2 separate regions of the Mus musculus genome follow, and region 2 is linked to region 1. The links are chromatin contacts, called in public HiChIP or PLAC-seq maps. All regions are on one chromosome and are shown on one strand. The core of a region is the stretch at or near the end of the contact, and the rest is flanking DNA. Distances in the headings are between cores, read along the strand shown.

What was found. HiChIP or PLAC-seq counts read pairs in DNA pulled down with a chosen protein or histone mark.
Region 2: a contact with region 1 is called in an H3K4me3 HiChIP or PLAC-seq map of bone marrow-derived macrophages, with 5 times the contacts expected there. The contact joins two enhancer-like sites. A contact is called at or near these places in 3 of 115 datasets of contacts at active chromatin or transcription factors (bone marrow-derived macrophages, embryonic forebrain and pancreatic cancer cells).

Annotation. Positions count from the first base shown.
Region 1 is chr2:3,751,071-3,753,833 of GRCm38.p6, reverse strand. The region is part of intron 1 of Fam107b (family with sequence similarity 107, member B); the gene reads right to left. Among named protein-coding and RNA genes, the nearest start is that of Fam107b, 39 kb to the right of the region's middle. Within about 2 kb of position 1,258, at least 105 of the 459 cell types and tissues checked have an H3K27ac peak or open chromatin away from gene starts, as enhancers often do. A contact at or near this core is called in bone marrow-derived macrophages and pancreatic cancer cells, where this site is marked.
Region 2 is chr2:4,408,732-4,411,526 of GRCm38.p6, reverse strand. The region is part of intron 1 of Frmd4a (FERM domain containing 4A); the gene reads right to left. Among named protein-coding and RNA genes, the nearest start is that of Gm23691, 29 kb to the right of the region's middle. Within about 2 kb of position 1,531, at least 44 of the 459 cell types and tissues checked have an H3K27ac peak or open chromatin away from gene starts, as enhancers often do. A contact at or near this core is called in bone marrow-derived macrophages and pancreatic cancer cells, where this site is marked.

The DNA.
Region 1 (2,763 bases), core at 9-2,508:
TAAGACACCAGGCCTTTCCACTTTCCCATTTCCCACAGGCTGCCCTGAGGAGCCACAAGACAAACAAAGACAAGAGCACCTCAGCGCCCAGAAACTACTGCCTTGCTATAAACAGTGGCCTGGGTAACCTGCCCCCTACACACCCAATCCTGAAGCTGATTCAACTTAAGAAGCTGATTCAACTTAAGCCCCGGGCTGGCTATCCAGCCACAGGCTGGCACAGGGAACTCTGCAAATCAGACCGAGGAAAACAGCAACTGCCTTCCTAGCAAACAAGGAACACAGGCAGTGAGGAGCTAGAATAAGCTGGCTACACCTCAGGTGCCATGATGTCTGCAAGGCATAATGACCTTTATCCTTAGGGGAATCGGAAGGATGCTCACTGCCTACAAAACACTCCAGCACTGGGGTTCTGGCTCAGTGGTAGAATCTTGCCTAGAATATGCAAGTATCCAAATTCTATCCCCAAAACTGAATAAAAAAAAAATTTCAAAATTCAGAATGAGAGACAGCTCAGTGAGTACCCATACTTGCATGGAAACCTAACAACCTGAGTTCACATCCCCAGAACCCAAATACTTCCCACAACAAGGCCACATCTATTCTGTGGGGGTTTAAAAGTCCTGTTCCTGCCCCCCTCTGCCCCCAGCCTACAGATGAGGATGTAGAACTCTCAGCTACTTCTGCCTGTGTGCTGGCATGCTCTTTACCATGGTGATAACAGACTAACTTCTGAAGCTGTAGAGCAAGCCCATGATTCGATTCTTCGTTCCTAGGTGTTGCCTCAGTCACGGCCTTTTCAGAGCCACAGAACAGTACCTAAGACAACTCCCCGTGGTGCTCCACCCTCCCACACCGTATGTGAAAACACCAACCTCCCACCACTGAGGCTGTGGCCCACCCTGATTACTGGGTATTAGGGCTCTGGCCCCAGGAACCAACACATCCCCATCTACTTGCTCACTCCAGCAACCCATGGCACAGCTGTCAACCTATGACTGTCGGACAGTACTGCAGCCAAACACCAACTTCAACTACGTGCAACATGTCTTCCTTAAACAAACCTTCTTAACAGCTACAGTGAGCAAGTAAAGAGTGGGAGCTGTACCCCATGCCCTTCCTAATGCAATGAAAATCCATCACCCTCCCAGCAGCCAACCGAGTCCCACACGTTTCCATGTCCTTTGCTGCCACAGGGTTCATTACCCAGTAACTCAGCACCCAGAGACTTGCCCTCAGCTCCGACTTCTCTCACAGTTGGTGTCGCAAGAGGCAGGGCTTACTTTTAAAGGAACCTGTCTTTAAATATACAAACATAGGGACGACTGGTGACTAAGTAAATAAGAAGGACACAGACAAATGACACGTCTGCACAGTCACAACACCAGCTTCACCCTTACTACAGTTGGCTATAAAGGAACTTGTGAATTGCTTCCGGATGAACAATTATAAAATAATTCTCTAACAAAGGGCGCATGTATCATGACTTCCCTTGTGGGGGAAAAAAAAAACTAATGTGAAAAAAAATGATTCTACCTTCTTAAAGAGATCAAATGCTGAAAGTAAAATGTAGAAAAAATATAAGGGAAAAGAATGAGCAATTCTTTTAAAAGTTTTTTTTTTTTTCAAGACAAATAAAGGAACAAAACCTGGAACTAAATTCTGGTTTGCAATCTTATAAGTATCATACTGAATAAGATTCCAAGTATATGAGAAAACCTCATTTTATAGTTAGAAAATACTTAAACACAGAATGCATGTAACCTGTTAGGAAGAAAGTCCATCAGGGCTGGTGCCCCGCTTGCCTAGCTGCATAAGGCCAGGGGTTCTATCCTCAGCACCACAAAGGAAAAAAGAAGAAAAGGGGAGGGGATCATGAACTGAAGGCCAGCCTGAGCCTTATAGCAAGACTCCGTGGGAAGGAAGGAAAGAAGGGAGGGAGGTAGGGAGGGAAGGATCCTAATTTCATCTATGAATGTTCAGTATTGAAGTAATAATCCGTTTCACCCTCTGACTTATCAGTTCAACAGCAGCTCTCATTTCTACCTTCACTTACCACCACAGTCTCCAAAGTCCCCACGTTTCAAAGCCTTCACGGTAGAAGGGATACTAGTTTCTCTTATTTGACCTCACAGAATTAGTCTGCCTTCCCTTACTGTCCACTGTGTGTGTGTGTGCGTGTGTGTGTGTGTGTGCGTGACACACACTCACCTTCTAAGACATCTGCTTTTGGGGACACATAGCTTGATTCTATCATGAAGGATCCGGAACTATTATATTTAGTGTAGAACAAAGAAAATACACTTAAATTTGGAAATTACAGTCTGAGTGGTCACCTCCTCCGTGCGTCATGCTTCATGTGACAATGGGATCAGCTGAATGTGGCTCACAATGACTTGAAAGATCTTAGTGGGAGACAGTGAAGGAAGGAGGACACAGTAAAACAACACCATCGTAACCACCAGCTTCTTTTTTTTTTTGAGACAGGGTTTCTCTATGTAGTCCTGGCTGTCCTGGAAAAGACCAGGCTGGCCTCCAACTCAGAAATTCTTAAATTCTAAAGAACGCTCCCTCTGAGCCTACTCAGTTAGCTGTGGAAAAGAGCTAAGAAAGACATAGTAACCAGCACTTCCCCTGTGCATAATTAAATTCACCCTGAAATACTTGGGTAAAACCTACACTATCCCAGATCAGTGACTTTCAAATGTTTCTGTGTATAAGCCACTATACACAGTGACATGGACAGACCCTACAATTAGATGA
Region 2 (2,795 bases), core at 282-2,781, 660 kb before region 1:
AAATCTTGGACTCACTTTTATCTTCGAATCCCACAGGTAGCCTGCTGGAAAATCCTGTGTTGCCCAGTGGTGATGCCACCCAGAGTGTGGTCTCACTCACTCAGTTTCTGTAACAGCCATCTGGCTGCACACTTGCACTCACTTCCACCCCTGCAGACTTACCCTAGAAACACCCAAACCAGTCCCATGCAGCCTCTCGGTGGGACAGGCCCCCCGCCCCCCACATTCTGCCTTGCTCTTCAGCGTGGGTCCTATCCACGCCCATGTGACCTCCACTGTCCATCTGTTCTCCTCGGCCACCCTCAGTCTCTTGCTGTTCCCTGAAGTCACACTTCTGCCTCCATTTATCCTGGGGCCTCACCAGGCGAGGGAAGAGCTCTACCACTTTCCAGCCCTGACTCTTTGTGTTAACTGCAATGTAAGGATGTGGAAGATGGCTCAGTTGGTAAAATATTTGCCATGCAAATCCAGAACCCAGCACACATGAAACAGTCCTCAGAAGCAGTGATGTGTCCATTAGGCGTTCAGCCTAGCCAAACTGATGAACTCTAGGTTCAGTAAGAGATGGAAAATGATGACAGAGGAAGACACTTGATGCTGACCTCAGGTGTCCATGCAAACACGCACATGCATGCAATGCACAGCCCCTCCCGACACACACAATGTGTGCATATCCACATATCCACAGATGGACACTACACAAAGGGTGAAATAAAGTGATGCCTTCTTCCCATTTCCCTCCAACTGCTTTATTCATCTCCATGGCAATTTCCACCCTCAGCATCCTAATAATTTATTCATCGATTATGTTTATTGCTTGCCTCTTCTTTAGCTACAAGCTCCTCCAGGACAAGTGTGTTCTTACTAACACCCTACTAAAATGCGTTGGGTCTGTGTTGGGTCTCCGTATGCATGTGCTTACATGTGCACATGCATCTGTATATGTGCACACACACACCTTTACACACACACATCTGTACACACAAACATCTGTACACAACAAAAAGCTGTGACCTAGAGGGTCAGGAGGTACTACTGAAGGCTCCAGCCAAAGAATGAACAATATGTTTCAGCCACAGGATTAAGTCCAAGGTCAGAGGAAAGACTCTGTGTGTGTGTGTGTGTGTGTGTGTGTGTGTGTGTGTGTGTGTGTGTGTGTAAGACAATGGAAGAAAGGAAGTTTAAGAAATAATAAGCTGCCGGAGTATGTGAAGGGCCTTTTGTTTTATGCTGAGGAGTTTGGTCTACAGGGAACACAGATGAGGAAGGGGACAAGGAACAGAGGAGAGGGTGCGCTCGCGAGTGTTTATGAGTGGAGCTGGGGCCAGAGAGTGGTGAATGGATATATTGTAGTGGTTTTATAATGACTCAGGAGAGGGGAGATCCTGAGACAAGATTGTGGGAGCAGACACCTTGCTTGAAGAGACTGACAAATGGTAGATCTGGTTTTGGAAACAGTAATCCTAAGAAGCTCAATGCAGGGGGAGCTGAGACTCTGCAACTGAAAGGAAGTGGGGAGGCAGACTGGTGAGTCAGCCCTCACAGGACAATGATTTTAAAGCCTCACGAGGAAGAGGAAGAGGAGTGATTAGAAAACCACAGGTGGCGCTCCCAGTAACAAAGAGAAAGGCAGCAGAGATCTTTTGAACTCTGGGACATCATCTGAGGGTTCGGAAAAGAACATGGAGAAATGGACAGGACCGAGAAGCAGCCATGACGAAGCTGGTGTGACAGACAGGTGACCCCATGTAAGAGGATCAGAGGAGAAGGCAGGAGACACTGGCCTGGCAATTGGCATCTTCACCTTCCAGCTAACCCTGCAGACCACAGGACCCTGGGCGCTTCATCCCTCCTTTCCTATGCACTAGCATGCAGCCATTTTCCTCAGTATAAAACCCAAACCATGGCCATGCAAAGCCTACAGTTCAGAATCTTCCCGCTGAGTGTTTGCTCCTCCTCTTGGAGTGTGGTCATTTCTACTGGCAAGACAAAAACACTCTAGCTACAGAAGAAACAAAGGACTGTGTTTTGGGTATTATTCTCTGAATAGTTGGCTATCTTTCCAAGTTGGAAGTTGTAGAACTCAGCATTAAAAGAGTTTGGAATCTCTATTGACTAAGCTACAGCCTTGGGAACGGGAAGGGACACAAACCAAATTGTTGCGGACTACAAAAACCATGTTTTCCACAATAAAGAAAGGAAGGAACCACACACAAATACCAGCTTATAATTTCTCTGTGAAATAACAGACATGTTCCACCCTGTCTAGGCAAAAAGATAGCCATAGGTTATCCCTCAAATATAGCCTAGTCTTGGAAGCAAGAAGATAGAATGTTCTATAAATACTTTCTGTTTATGCATGTTAACACTTTTAGTCTATGCATCTAGTCAGTCCGTCACCAGGAAGCCTGGCATTGCTTGTGATTCATTTTACTGGCCAAGTATGCAGATCATCTAGGTAAGTTGGCATATTAATTTCTCATTTTGCAGGGATACTATCCTGGGATCTTCAGTGTGATTGGGTGATTGAGGCAATTTGGGGGTGGGGCTCCAAAAAAGCATCCTGCATTTTCAGGTTGTAATACGGTTTCTACTATTAATGCAGTACATTAATTATTAAAGGTTTATTAACTGTTCAAGTGCCTGTTTAGTTCTTTGTTTGCTTATTATGAATGTGGGTACGCTTGTGCTATGCGGGGGTCAGGGGACAACGTAGGGGAGTCAGTTCTCTTTTTCTACCACCTTTGAGTCCTGAGGATCAAACTCTGGACTTTGGACACGAAGGGCCCTCACCT